Regions from separate parts of the Mus musculus genome. Here region 1 is linked to region 2. A link is a contact called in public HiChIP or PLAC-seq data. All regions are on one chromosome and are shown on one strand. The core of a region is the stretch at or near the end of the contact, and the rest is flanking DNA. Distances in the headings are between cores, read along the strand shown.

The links. HiChIP or PLAC-seq counts read pairs in DNA pulled down with a chosen protein or histone mark.
Region 1: an H3K27ac HiChIP or PLAC-seq map of extraembryonic endoderm stem cells shows a contact between it and region 2, with 2.7 times the contacts expected there. The contact joins two enhancer-like sites. A contact is called at or near these places in 1 of 15 datasets of contacts at CTCF or cohesin (the NIH/3T3 cell line), 15 of 115 datasets of contacts at active chromatin or transcription factors (craniofacial prominence, embryonic basal ganglia, embryonic forebrain and 8 more) and 1 of 9 other capture datasets (embryonic stem cells).

The regions. Positions count from the first base shown.
Region 1 is chr19:44,895,875-44,902,873 of GRCm38.p6, forward strand. No RefSeq gene overlaps it. Among named protein-coding and RNA genes, the nearest start is that of Slf2, 32 kb to the right of the region's middle. Within about 2 kb of position 3,752, at least 76 of the 459 cell types and tissues checked have an H3K27ac peak or open chromatin away from gene starts, as enhancers often do. A contact at or near this core is called in extraembryonic endoderm stem cells, where this site is marked.
Region 2 is chr19:44,723,297-44,730,366 of GRCm38.p6, forward strand. No RefSeq gene overlaps it. Among named protein-coding and RNA genes, the nearest start is that of Gm35610, 14 kb to the right of the region's middle. Within about 2 kb of position 2,960, at least 87 of the 459 cell types and tissues checked have an H3K27ac peak or open chromatin away from gene starts, as enhancers often do. A contact at or near this core is called in extraembryonic endoderm stem cells, where this site is marked.

The sequences.
Region 1 (6,999 bases), core at 2,502-5,001, 170 kb after region 2:
TGCTTTCAACCCTAACCTGTTGCAGAGTGAGACAGGAAGGCATGTCTTCGTCCTGACAGAGCCTCTACCCTTGAGAAACAAGAAGATTCAGCTCCTTGCCAGTGCTTCATCCCTAGGAACAATGGAAGCTGCCAGTTATCACAGCCTTCCATTCAAAGCACTAGTCTGGAAGTCTAAAGGGAAGCTGGCTTCCATCGCCAGCCTAAGGCTGGTGAGAGAGCTGAGGCAGAAAGCTGGAGTCAGTAGGTTCCCTGGAGCCAGCCTCCTCCATTCAGCGGAGATCTAAAGTAGGGACAGAGGTAGCCATGACTGGAGCAAGGTCTGACCAGGGACTCCAGAACCCGTGCCTCCTCCTATTCCCCAGACACACCTACCACCTCTTAAACCAAGTCCCGGGCACCTAAAAAGTAACAAACCACACACGGGCAAAGGCCATGAGTTCCCAGCCGCAGAACCCTGGAGGTGCTGGGGTGATGAGTTTGTTATAAATTACAGACTCATTAAGAGAAGGTGTGAAGGGCTCAGTAACAGCTTTCGGGGGCCATCTTTTCGATTTCTTGTTCAGTTTGTTTATTGCAATTGTTCCTGTCTCATAAGCTTATTGCAAAACCAATAAAAATGATCTATTCCGAGAGGGGAACTGCTCTTTTGACTAGTAAGCTGCCACTTAGTAGTAGACCCCAGCCTTCCCCCTTCCCAATGGCTGCAGCTCTAGCCTGGTTGACCAGCTGTCTCCTGCCGCGGGGTCAGCAGAGGGTGCCAGATTCCTCCTCACCAGAAACTGTGTCCACCTGCCATGAAGCCACCCTAGGCTAGCCTCCGGCCTCCAACCTGGCCCCATCACACCAAGGACTGTGTACCCCAGCCCTCCAGCTCAGCTCAGTTAAAAGGGGATGGGAGGCCAGAACAGGATCCAAGGACAGTCACGGGAGCTTAGAATTTCACGTGGAATTTTGCTGTTTCCACACTGTGCCTCGGTGAACCTGAAGCATGCGTATCCTTGAAAACTAGTGGGATTAGCAGGAAGGCCTGCAGACGTTCCCTAAGGTCAGAAGCCCCAGCTTTGACCTTGACAGAACCAAAGTCATCCAAGTCGAAATTAAGATAACAGAGATAGAAACCCTCAGCTGAGCCAAGCCGTAGTGAAGCACGCCTTTAATCCCAGTTCTCAGGAGGCAGAGGCAGAGGCATCCTGGTCTACAGAGCAAGTTCAGGATACCCAGAGCTACACAGAGAAACACAAACCCTGTCTCAAAAAGAGAAAGCGAGAGAGCGAGAGAGAAGAGAAGAGAAGAGAAGAGAAGAGAAGAGAAGAGAAGAGAAGAGAAGAGAAGAGAAGAGGACCTCTGTCCTAAGGCAATTGGTTTTCCCCATACTCCAGTTTCAGAAATGATATCTGTTGCACTTGGTGACTATAATAGTCTGACACATCCTGGCTTTCCCTGTATTGCTGATGTTACGGTGCGGGGAGTGGGGCAGGATAGAGGAGGCTCAGGGAAAACCTAAAAGATCTGCACAGCCTCACACAGAACTCCACAATGTCAGGTGGGAGACTTGTAAGGTCTTTGTCCCCCATTCTTTTCTGCCTCAAATACAGAACCAAGGTCAGACCTGAAGTGACTTGGCCAAGGTCCCATAGTCAGTGGCAGAGCTAGAAGGGGGACCCAAGGTAACCAGCCTTTGACTCCTGGTTCTTTACAAAACTCTGCTATCTTCTACATCCCGCTTATGTCAAAGAGTATGGTGTCCTTCGCCAAGTCGCTGCAGCCACCACAGCCCCCAGGCTGACCTTCCCTCCCACCAAGGAGGACAAGCTTGTTCTCTCTAGAGCAAGATTGGTCTCTTTCCCCAAGGCCAATGCACTGGCGCTCCCCCAGGGCCTGGAAGAGGGAATACACGTTGGGAGAAGCATTTGAACTTTCTCTTCTACTCCAGGGAGATAGCAGAGGCTGACCATTCTTTATCTATTTGGAGGACAAGGAGTGAAGGGGAGGCAGAGCATCTCAAGGACTTGCTGTATCTTCAGAGAGTCCCAGTAATGTTGTCCCTTGATCGCTGTGAATGTGTTTATACCAAAAACACTTCAAATAACCTTTACTCTGTGTCAGTATTCTTCTAAGCATATTACGGATTCATTTGCTAATTATATTTTATGTAAATGTAAGCTGGGCATGGTGGCACATGTCTGTAATACTATCATATAGGAGGCAGAGGCAGGAGTGTCAGGAGTTCAAGGTATGCCTTAAACTACCTAGGAAGTCCCAGGCCAACCCTGGCCCCATGGCAGAAATAACTAGTATGTGTGCATCAAACCATTCTGTCCCCTGGAACTCAGTGTGTGTGGGCCTGTGAAGGGGGCTGGGGACAGAGGACAATGACAGGCCTCCTATTCTATCACTCTCTAACTTACTCCCTGAGACAGGATCTCTCTCTCTCACTGAGACTAACTGCTGGGCTGGGGGCCAGAAAGCCCCAGTGAGGGCCTGGAGAGCTACCTCAGGAGAGGAGAGTGCTTTCTACTTTTGCAGGGTTCAATTTGCAGCACCCACAAATGTAGTTCAATTTCAGGGGCTCTGATGCCTCTGGGTTGGATGTCTTCACCTGCTTCAGAGTCTTCAGCTGCTCTCCGCAGGCAGGAACATGGTGCATGGTCATCCTCGCAGGCAATCGCTCACACAAGCACACCTCCGCAATCTTCCTGTTTCTTCCCCATACACATACCTGGGGTGCTGGGGTTGCATCGGTGCTATGGGTGGCTTTTTTCCTGTGGGTTCTGCATATTTGAAACCATCAGTCTCCCCAACCCAATCTGGCCCCCTCTTTTAACCTTAGATTCTCTTTGCCTCTTGTTCTTGTGCCTGGAATACATTTGCATCTCTTCCGTGGGTGTTTATTGTCAGTTTGCTTCCTAGACTAAAATATTGACCCTGCAGAGATGGGGTGAGGGAAATTCCCTCTGCCTCCACGTTAGCCTGATGGATAAGAGCCAGAGGGTTTGGCTTTCAGTTCCTGCTCAACCAGATCCTAGCTGTGAGGCCTGGGGCAAGCTGTTTACACTCTGACTCAGTGGGACTAATAACAGTATCTACTTCAGAAGAGTACGAGGCTTTAGTAACTTAATCAAATGATATAGAATTACTTTATAAATTAATATTTAATCTCAATCCTCCTGTCTCAGCCTCCCTACTGATCAGATTTCACAAGAGTGCTCCCCCTCCCCCATGCCTTTGTGAAATTTTTAGACCTCACATGAAAGAATGGGGGGGAGGGGGCTTGAGGCTCCTGGCTGATGACAGCATGAGCTATCCAAGAGGGGGGGTGGGCGCTGAAAGCTGTTGCTCTAACAGGCAAGTAAGAATGTCTCAGGTAATAGCCCTCTCAAGAATGTGTGACATCCTGGGGCTGGAGTGTGAACCTCGACCTCTCTTAGGGCCAGATAAGGCAGATAACTTGTGTTCTGTGGATTTCCTCTCTCGATGCAAAGTGCCCCAGAGAAAGACTGAAGTTCAGAGTTCGTTTTCTGTCCTGCTAAGCCTCCAAAGGCCTGGTGGGAAAATATCTACATAGCAGGCTTTGGAAAGGCACATTCCCACGGCCTGGGAATCTTCTCTTTACAGCCAGTACAAGGACTGGGGGCTTCCTGTGATAGGGAGGAAGATTCTAAACATTCCAAAGAGATATGATGTCCTTTGAGTCAGCACAACTCTTGTTTACCACAATCTGGGTCACCCCTGCCCTTGGCTTCTTTGAAGAGCATGTTTCTGCTTGAGATAGGCAGCCCGGACCACAGATAGCTCCCATACCATCCCTATTTAGAGGCTTTCTGCCGGGCTCTGGGAGCTAGGGGTGAGGGGTGTGGTGCCAAGAACCCACGGCCCCCTGGCTCCCTCCCACACAGCAGCCCGCACTGACATCTCTGAGGCCTTTGATTAAAGAGACAAGTGACTTTGCCCATTCTATTGATCAGAATAAATTACTAGGAACTAATTTATGGGCCTCCCCACGGCCGATGACATGGTGGATTGTGCGCTATTGGTCAGTAAATTGGATTGTCAGGCTAGATTATTGGTTCGTATACAGTTATCTCTCATAGCAATATCAGGCAGCTCAGGTAGAGGAGTGAAATCCTTTCTCTGCTGCCAGCCTGCCAGGATGTCAGGCAGGAGGCCTTCTCCTTGGCTGCTGGGGAAGGGCGGGGAGGGGAGAGGAGGAGAGGGGAGGAGAGTTGAGCGAGGCCTCTGTGCAGGATGCTTATTAATTAGTGCAGCATCACAGCATTAAAAGAACATTAGTGTGGAATCGTCTGCAGAGTGATGGGGAAATGACATTGTGGGCCTCCTCCTGATTCTCCAGCTATGGCTCTGTTGGGTAGAAGCAGGGAGGGGGTTGATGAGCAGACAGGGGGATGGGAAAGATAAAGGGTGAGGGGCAAAAAGGGCCACGGGGAGGGGAAGGGAGAGGAAAGGCCATATTTGCTGGGAGTTGCAAGCAGAGCGGATCTGCTAAGTGCCAGCGTCGCTGAGCCACGCTGGGGAAATGGAGCTGCCGTTCTGCTCAGTACATCACAGCCAACGATGAAAAGTTCTGGAGCTGGGATTTCTCAGGCAATTTGGCCAGTGATGCATGGGGCAGTAGATCCTCGCGCACTCTTCCGTGCTTCTGCCAAGCCAGCAATAACAAAAACTTATTTTTTGCCAGGGAAACGGATATGAGTCAGGCAGGCCCATCAGGAGTAAGGGGGGCTTTACCACGCCACTGCGATTTGTACCGCTCCACTGTTTCCCCGAGCTCTAAAGACCTGCCAGGAGGAGACAAAGGCGAGACAATTTCGAGTTCATAGTCCTGTGTCCTCGAAGCATAACAGCGTGCCATAGATGGGGACATTCTGGGCCTGTGGGTTGCAAAGTCAGCGGTCTTTCCTTCGAGCCCACTGAGGAGGGGGGAAGTGGGGTGAGGGGGGTGAGCTGGGGTGCAGCTACAGATTCCCGGAAAAGGTTCACCCCCAACTCCAACCTCCCAAAAGCATGGCAGAAGGAGCCCAGAGTGCAAGAAGGGACCGGAAGAGGATGACAAGCAGGAAGGAATTTGGAGTATCAATCTAGCCATGATTAATGAAAGCATTACTATTTCCAGTTAAGACCATCTGTGCCCTCTCATCATCACGGACTGCCAGGGTCTTTCCCACCCACCCAGACCCTGAGCTATCCAGTCCCTGAAGGGTGGGATTGGAAACCCCACTTAGCTCCCTCCCTCCCTCCCTCCCTCTCCTTCTCCCTCCCTTTCCCCCTCCCCTCCTCTCTTCATGAGCCCTGAGGAGGCCTGTACCTCCTCTGAGGCATGATCAGGAACACAAGCAACCTGTTCCCTGAGCTTCAGGCCCCAGGGCAAACAGTCCTGACTTTAGCTATCACTCATTGGACACTGCCAGTGACCCAGTAAGTAAACTCCCCGTGGGGCAGAGACCCAGGGTTCCCAGCTTGCTTGAGCTACCCCCCACACACACACCCGCCCCCCAAAAATGCCCGGAGGAGGTCTCATTAGTAGCTACAAAGACATCAATATATTTCCTCTTCTTGGTGCTGTTCAGCATGCTGATTTGAGAGAAGAGACTCACACCTTGAACTGAAAATATTCTACACATTCCAAAAGGTACAGGCTTCAAAGGTGAAAACCCCTGGCTAAGCCTCTGGGTGTCTTTTATGCCTACCCCCATCACTCTGCTCTCTGGAAGTTAAACTGTGGTGCCTGAAGAGATGGCACACTGGGTAACCGCTCCCGCTGCCAAGCCCGATGACCTGAGTTTGCTCCCCAGGACCCACACAGTAGAAGAGGTCCAACTCCCACAAGCTATTCTCTGACTTCTACACCTGCACTGTGTACCTCCTCAAGACACACAGAGAGAGAGAGAGATGTATATATGTGTGTGTGTGTGTGTGTGTGTGTGTGTGTGTGTGTGTGTGTGTACATGAGTGAGTGTACACACGTACACATTAAAAACTAAATAGATGTCATTTTTATTTAAATTAAATTGTGGCCCTTGGCTATTTCCATACGAGTTCCTACCCTAACTTAATTGTTCTCCCATTCTACTCTCTGGGGACAAACATGAAGCCAAAGAGGAGAGGCCCTCTATGTCAGAAGAAACAGGACTAGATCCAGCCTGGGACAGTGCCACATCCTCTCTTCTGGCTCTGCTAGGTCTCAGCTTTCATTACAGCAATCCTATGGAAATGAGTCTACCCAGACCCAGAGCACCCCGGCCTCCAAGATGGAAGACTTTGCAAAGCTTCGGGAAAGAAAAGTAGGCCCACTGGCCGCTCTATAAATTAGAGACTCATTAAGAAGAGGCAGGAAGGGCTTTGGAGGCCTGAGCCTTTCGATTTCTTGTTGGGATGGTTTATTGCTATTGTTTCTATTTCATACGTTTATTGCAAAACCAATAAAAATTATCTATTAAGAGCAGGAAACTCATCTTTTGACTTCTTGGTGGAGGTTTCTACAGAATAAACTTTAACTGGTCCAGCATAGCTGCGGGAGAGGAGCAAGCCCTATGGAGTCACGCCCTACTGGAGGCCAGCCAGGCACAGAGCAGGAGTGTCCAGACCAGGGTGAGGGAGGGGACAGACTGGGGAGGCCACACAGTCAGGACTCTTCTACAGAGTCCCTGTCAGCTGGCTGTGTATTTCCATCTGTTGCTTAGTGCCTGCAACCGTGCTGCTTCCCAGCTTCTACTCTGGAGAGACCTCACTTGGAAGGAGACAGCCAAACGCTTGATTTATGGAGCTATTCTTGAAATGAATGTTTATAGAGATGTTTCCAAACAGATGAATAAGATGTCCAAGATCCCAGGAGAAAGGTCTTGTCCAAGTGAAAGAGCAGAGAGCTAACATTTGTGGTATCCTGTTCTGCCATGCTAGGCTCTATGCTACCACCCTTTTTGTTTGGTTTAGTTTTGCACCCCTTTATTAAAATTTTTATTTATGATTGGTGTGGAGTGTG
Region 2 (7,070 bases), core at 1,710-4,209:
TCCTTCTTCAGCTTTTCTTCTGCATACCCTGGACCACCCTTCTCCTTCCACCGGGAGCCTGAAAACCTGGCAGGCCCCCTCCTGACCCTCTCCCTCGCCTTCTCGACCCCCAGCAGGTGCTCGCATCTGCCACAACTGCTCTGCAGCTTTTTGTCCCTTTTTGGTCTTTCTGAAAGTCCTTTGTCTCTAATCCTGTCCTGGCCTGGGTTTTCTTCCTCAACCAAGTTTGATGTTAAGAACACATCCTGGAGAGAGGAGGAAATGGAAGAGAAGGGGATCTTCCCCAGGAGCCTGAGCACACTCCTTAGTGAGCTAGGACCAGGCTAATTTACAAGGATTATCTAAAAGTGGGAAGGATCCCTGACCCGTTTTCTGTCTTCATCCCTCCCCTGAGTCCCTCCCTGCCTCCACAGCACCTCAGTTTGAAAAACACAGGGGCAGTCCAGCTGCCCGGGTGAGCCCACCTGGCTAGGCCACAATTACTTCCCTTCAAACACAGAAGGACCACGGCAGGATGATGCCCGTTAGGGTAGATCGTTTAGTACTACCACAGGGCTGCTGCCCCAGCTAGCACGGTGGACCGTATCCTTTTTCTGTGTAGGTTCACCTTGACCTGTGAAGAGCTTGAGCCAGGGCAGGGAAGGGATCACCCTGACCAGAGGTGGAAACCTTAGATGAAAATGAGGAGAGTCACACGCCCAGATCGCCAGGAAGGACAGGGTGAGGGCTGGCCGCCCGAGGGGTTGTTGGCCAGCCAAGTCGTGCTGGGGGAGCCGGGAGCTGGGTGGGCGGGGTAGGGCGGGCGCCACCAGGCGTGGCGCAGGGAACAGAGCAGAATGAAATGCAGATGCAAAACGTGCTCGTAAGAGTTTCCTCTCTCTCTCCATCTGCCAAAGCCGAGATTTTAATCTTTAATCCATGAGCAATCAGCGAGCAGCGGCGAATGGCACATTACAGATGTTTTACTGTCGCGGGCGTTCGCAGCTTCCGTGCTCTGCACAGGCGCGGAGCGCGGGCGCCTCTAACCTTCCCCCCTCCTCTCCTTCCTTCCTCCCCAACCCCACTTAACAATACCCCCCCCCCCCAACCTGCACTCTGCAGGCTGGTTAATAAAGGAAGAGCCGGGAAGCGGGGCCTTTTAACCCTTTCCTACAAGAACTGGGGATTCTGTTCCTGGGGCTACACTGGTGGCACAGGCATGGGCTGCATAAAGGGCCGGATACCATTTATATCTCGCAAGCCGGGTTTTCTTGGTTGAGGGTCATGAAGCCAAGGACGTTGAGTGTCCTGACAGGGAAGTCTTTTCACTTTCCACACCCTTCCAGAACCCAGCATACCGGGCCCACTGGCAGCTCCTGCTATTAGCGCTCCAGATGTTCGGCTGAGCTGAGACTCTGCTTTCCAGATGTTGGGCACCTCTGTTCTCACGCGTGGGACCACCATCCCTTCTGCATGATGAAGGAGGAGAATGTTGTTGTGGTCAGATCTGGGAAGGGAGTCTTGAAGAGCAGCTGATTCAAACCTCACTTGGGAGGGGGCTCCACTCTCTATAATGGAGGTGTGTGTGTGTGTGTGTGTGTGTGTGTGTGTGTGTGTGTGTGTGTGTGTGTTATGCATAGGTCACGGTGACAGGAAAACCAGGACTATTACTCTGAAGCTGCAATCAGGTCCAAGGAATAAATGATGCAGCCCAGGGATCCCTGGCAGTGATCCTAGTTTCTAGAGATATGTTTGTATAATTTTTATGTATTTGTCGCATCGACTAGTCTTGCAAACTCCGAGAGGTCTATCATTGTCTTCGCAGGGTCTAGAATAGGGCCTAGCACATAGTAGATACTTAATAAATGTTTGTTAAAAACACACACACACACACACACACACACCAAAACTCCTGTAAGTCTTGGGTCATGCTTTCTTGGGCCATTACCAAAGAAGTCAGTTCATTCACCTCAGAACAAAAGCATCCGTAGGTAACCTCCCTCCACCAAGACTGCAGCTTAACTGCAGCTTGTCTGCAAGCCTTCAGCTTTTTTCCTACCTCTTTGGTGGATCCTTCCCATTAGACAAGAACTCAGAACGAGAGAGAATGCATCTGAGGAGGGCTTGGAGAGGTGGCCCAGCGCCTAAGACCAGTTTCTGCTTTTGCGGAGGACCTGGGTTCAATTCTCAGCATTGGACATGGTGATTCACCACCATCCATAACTCCAGTTTCAAAGGGACCCAGTGCTCTCTTCTGACCTCAGGTACCAGGTAGTCATGTAGTACACATATATGCATAAATATATATATATTAACAAATCTAATAAGGGAGAGAGAGAGAGAGAGAGAGAGAGAGAGAGAGAGAGAGAGAGACAGGTCTGATAGTACACCAGCGTCCCACTGGCCATCTGCTCTCCCTAGGTCTCTTTGACCTTTCACCCTGAACTCATGGACACCTCTCCCATGTCCACGCCTAAGGCTTCTTCCCCTTGGCATGCCCACAGGCACTTTCTCCTATGGTTCCCAAGGTAGGGGTTTCAAATGTATGCAAGCCCTGTTCCCAAACTGGTCCACGGTTTCACGTCCCAAACCAGGGATCATCCTTTCCCAGGAACTTCCCAATCTCCACACCGAATTTGAATTTTGGGGGTAGGCGTGGGCAGAAAGCAATAATGAGGGAAAGCAGATAAAGCCGGGGAGTGAGGGTGGGAAATGAGATCTAGGATTTCAAAACAAACAAACAAAACACTGGGAGGGGCGGGCAGCTAAAAGAAAGGAGCTGGAGAGCAGAAGGCAGCCATAGACGGAAGCAGAGAGAAACCATTGCTTGGCCCGGGCTGCCGCAGAGAGGCCCACGCAGAGGGGCATCGGCAGATAGAGGATGCCGGGAGAGCGGGGTGCCGGAGGCTCGGCTCGGGCTAGAGGAGAGCCGGGACCCCGGAGGCGCCCTGGCCGGCCGCGGTGGCTGCGAGCCCGCGCTGCCCCAGCCGCCGCCGTCTGTCGCAGGCCGCCCCGAGCCTGGGCCGCGGGGTCCACAGGCGGCCCTGAGAGGCGGCGGCGGCGCGAGGGAAGCCGGGGCGAGAGGCAGCGTAGCCGCGTGTGTGTTTTTATTATTATTATTTCTGATTAAAGAGGAATTCATCTCGTATCTGCCTCCTGCCAGGGGCCGAGGCGCCGCCATTGGGGTTAACGGTGCGGAAGAATACAAAAAAATTTCATTGAGGAGGATTATAAAAGTTACTAGCTGGAACATTAACAGAAGAGTAACTTGTAAAAAATGCAATATTACAATATTCACAAGGACGGCAGAGCGTGGTAAAGCTATAAAATTCAACATTAAAATCTTCCACAGCCTAGATAACCTAGTTAACAAACATGGTATTGGAACTACTTTTCTATTGGGGATGAGGGATACGGTGCCGGGGGCTGATCACACCTCGGCTGAGGGCGGGGTGGGGGCGGGGCGGCCTGGGCTAGCCCCGCCTCTCTCCTACCTCAGCCTCCTTCCCATGAAAATGGGCATAACCAGAACTCTCCTAGGTGGAAAACGCTGGCAGAAAAGCACCTTCAAACGTCGAATGAGTTTGCACGTTTGTGAGGTTTTTTCTTATGTGATGTACTCAGTGAAGAAGAGAGTTCAGGTTGGATTTAGAATTCCTGCATAGGGTGCATACTTCTCTTTAACTGCTGGAAGTATGCATAAAATGTATTTTGAAAGGATTTAATGTGTGATTCAGTGATGTGTTTGTGTGTGTGCATGACTGTGTATGTACTCAAAGTGCACATGGAGAACAACTACATGATATGTGCATGTAAACAGGGTATTCAGGCCAAGGTGATTTGGCATGTACACTGTGTGTTCATATGTATGTGAAATAAGTGACTGTGAGGAACAGATATGTGTATGCACAGTATGTGTGAGTGAGATGTAAGTTTAGACAACATAGGAGCATAGGTATTTATGGAGTACATGTCTGTTCTGTGTGTTCATGTACAATGTGTGTATTTTGGGCAGGCATGGTATAGTTTTCCAAGAAAATATGTTTATATGTGGCACGGTTTCGTGTGCAGGGTACAGACATCAGATGGCATTATGTGGCTTTTAATAGGCGGTATGTTCAAATACTACCAAAAGTATGTTTGCTGTGTTTGCATAATAGGCATGCGTAGACAGTACTTGAGGTATGATACACGAGTGTACAATGCCTGTGTTCAGAGTGTGTGCACCTGAGTGTGATGTGCGTGTATGGGGCTGACTGTGGATGCAAGTGCCCAGATACTTTGTATAGGAGTCTATATCTATGGTGCACTGGTATTTGAGCACATGAATGTACATGCATGAAAGGTGTGTGTGTGTGTGTGTGTGTGTGTGTGTGTGAAACCCATAGACGTGTGAGCTGATAAAGTGTGCACCTGCAGAAACAGAACATTGGTGTCTATCAACCCCTCCAAATGTGATGATCCAAAGCACAGACTCAGGGGACATATCTTGAACTACATGTACTTTCCTGTGTGCTAAGTCTCTATATGACCTTGGGTTCACAGGCTCTAGGTGTCTTAGGGTCACTGTTCACAGTATGGCGACAACACTTATTTCACAGAGTTGTCGTTCTGGTCACATGAGTTAATACTCGCTATGGTGGGAGTAAGAATAGCTGGTGCCCTAAAAATGTTCAAAACAGAGAAGTGTGATTAAGAATCTAGGGGTTAGCTGGGCATGGTGGCTACACACCTTTAATCCCAGCACTTGGGAGGCAGTTGCAAGTGGATCTCTGAGTTCAAGGTCAGCCTGGTCTATAAAGTGAATTTCAGGACAGCCAGGACTACAGAGAGAAACCCTGTCTCAAAAACAAACAAACAAACAAACAAACAAACAAAAGGATTTAGGGCTTGCTGGGAATTGAACTCAGGACCTCTTGAAAAGCAGCCAGTATTCTTTTTTTATTATTATTATTATTATATGTAAGTACACTGTAGCTGTCTTCAGACACACCAGAGGAGGGCATCAGATCTCATTATGGATGGCTATGAGCCACCATGTGGTTGCTGGGATTTGAACTCAGGACCTTCAGAAGAGCAGTCAGTGCTCTTAATCACTGAGCCATCTCTCCAGCCTGCAGCCAGTATTCTTAACAAATAAAAAGATCTAGGGATTAGGAGCAGGAAAGACAACTCAGATTAGCTTCTCTTGCAGAGGACCTAGATCTGGTTCCCAGAACCCACAGGATGGCTCCCAACTGCCTATAACTCTAATTCTAGAGAATCCAATGCCCTCTTCTGGTCTCTTTGGGCACTAGGCCCAGATGTGGTGCAGATATATACACAGGCAACACTCATACACATAAAATTAAAAGGTAGAATTAAAGTTAAGAATCCTGAGATGAATCAATTATCCTGGATTATACAGCACTTGGAAGGCAGAGGCAGATAGATTTTTGTGAGTGTGAGGCCAGCCTGATCTACATATACAGTTCCAGGCCAGCCAGGGTGACATCATCATCATCATCATCTATCCTAGATTATCTGGTTGAGCCTATGCCACCAGAATGATCTTCTCAGAGAAAAACACGCACATTATCAAAGGAGAGCTGAGAACAGAAACATAGGCAGATATGAGGCAGCCATGACCTAGGGGGTGTGGGTGACTTACAAAAGATTCAAACAGGCAAACAAATCCTTCCCCAGGGCCCCGAGAAGAAGTTAAGCCCTGCTAGCACAGTTTCAATTTCAGAACCCCAAAATGTAAGATAATAAATGTGATGTTTAAGATGTTCACAAGTTGGGCTGGAGAGATGGCTTAGCGGCAACTGGAGCTAAGCACTTTCCTGGCTTCCTTAAGCCCTAGGCCCTCCTGTGGCACACAGATATGCACGCAGACAAGACACCCATCCACGTAATAAAATAAAATCTTAAACTGGGTGTGGTGGCGCGCGCCTTTAATCCCAGCACTCGGGAGGCAGAGGCAGATGGAGGCAGAGGCAGATGGATTTCTGAGTTAGAGGCCAGCCTGGTCTACAAAGTGAGTGCCAGGACAGCCAGGGCTACACAGAGAAACCCTGTCTCGAAAAACCAAAAAAAAAAAAAAAAATCTTTTAAAAGATGGTAGCAATTGTTTTTGCAGAAAGAGGAAGTTAGTACACTAATAATGTACCTAGAACGTATCACACATGTCCTAAGTACCTTTAAATGTTTGTAAAATCAATTCTTAAAATACTTGAGGCCCTAGGCAAGGCTGGTATCTACACCTAGCCACCAAACTTGTCTTTTTGGTTTAGTCTGTCTCTGGCTGCCCTTGGGCCCCTGATCTGGATCCTGCCAGAGCCTTTGTTTGGCCAACAGAAGCATGGATGTAGTCAAAGGGGTCTGGAAAGTTCCTTCAATGCCTACCTGCCTGTTCTTCCTTAGTCATGTGCAGGGTGTTGGGATTAATACTAGATGCCTAGTGCAGGAGAAAAGATGGAGAATTGGGGATATTCTACTTTATTTAGTCTTAACCAGGCTTGGCAGAAGGACAAAGGTATTGTGGGTGAACACGCATACAAATATAAGGCTGTCAACTCAACCACCTTCTGGCCAGTGTAACTGGATGGCTTAGCTGATCTCCCTGCCTCAACTTCCCTATCTGTAAAATGGGGTAATTATGGCATCTAATCCAGAAGGTATTTTGAGGACTACTAACTCTTACCTGAGAGACTTGTGGAAGAGACATGTTCTCGGTCGATGCAGACATTTGGCATCGGCAGCATCCTTCCCTCCTTCTGAGAAGGGGCTGTGCACCACTTTGGCTGGCAAGCCAGGTTAACATCAAAGCTCCACCCCTAGCATGTGAGCATTGGTGAAACCTCCATCCAAATGAGCCTTAGTCAACAACACCTGCTTCAAAAAGATGCCCCATAAGGACCAGACTCTAGAAACATGTGGTCCAAGACACAGCAGGTCTTCAGCCATGTTTGCTCTTGTAGGTCATGTAGTTAGTGAGAAAGGCGAAAGATTCTTCTGAGTATGGAGGCACACACCAGTAATCTTAATGCTTAGAAGTGCTGAGGCAGGAGGATTGTGCTACAGGGTGAGATGCTCTCTCAACAGACAAA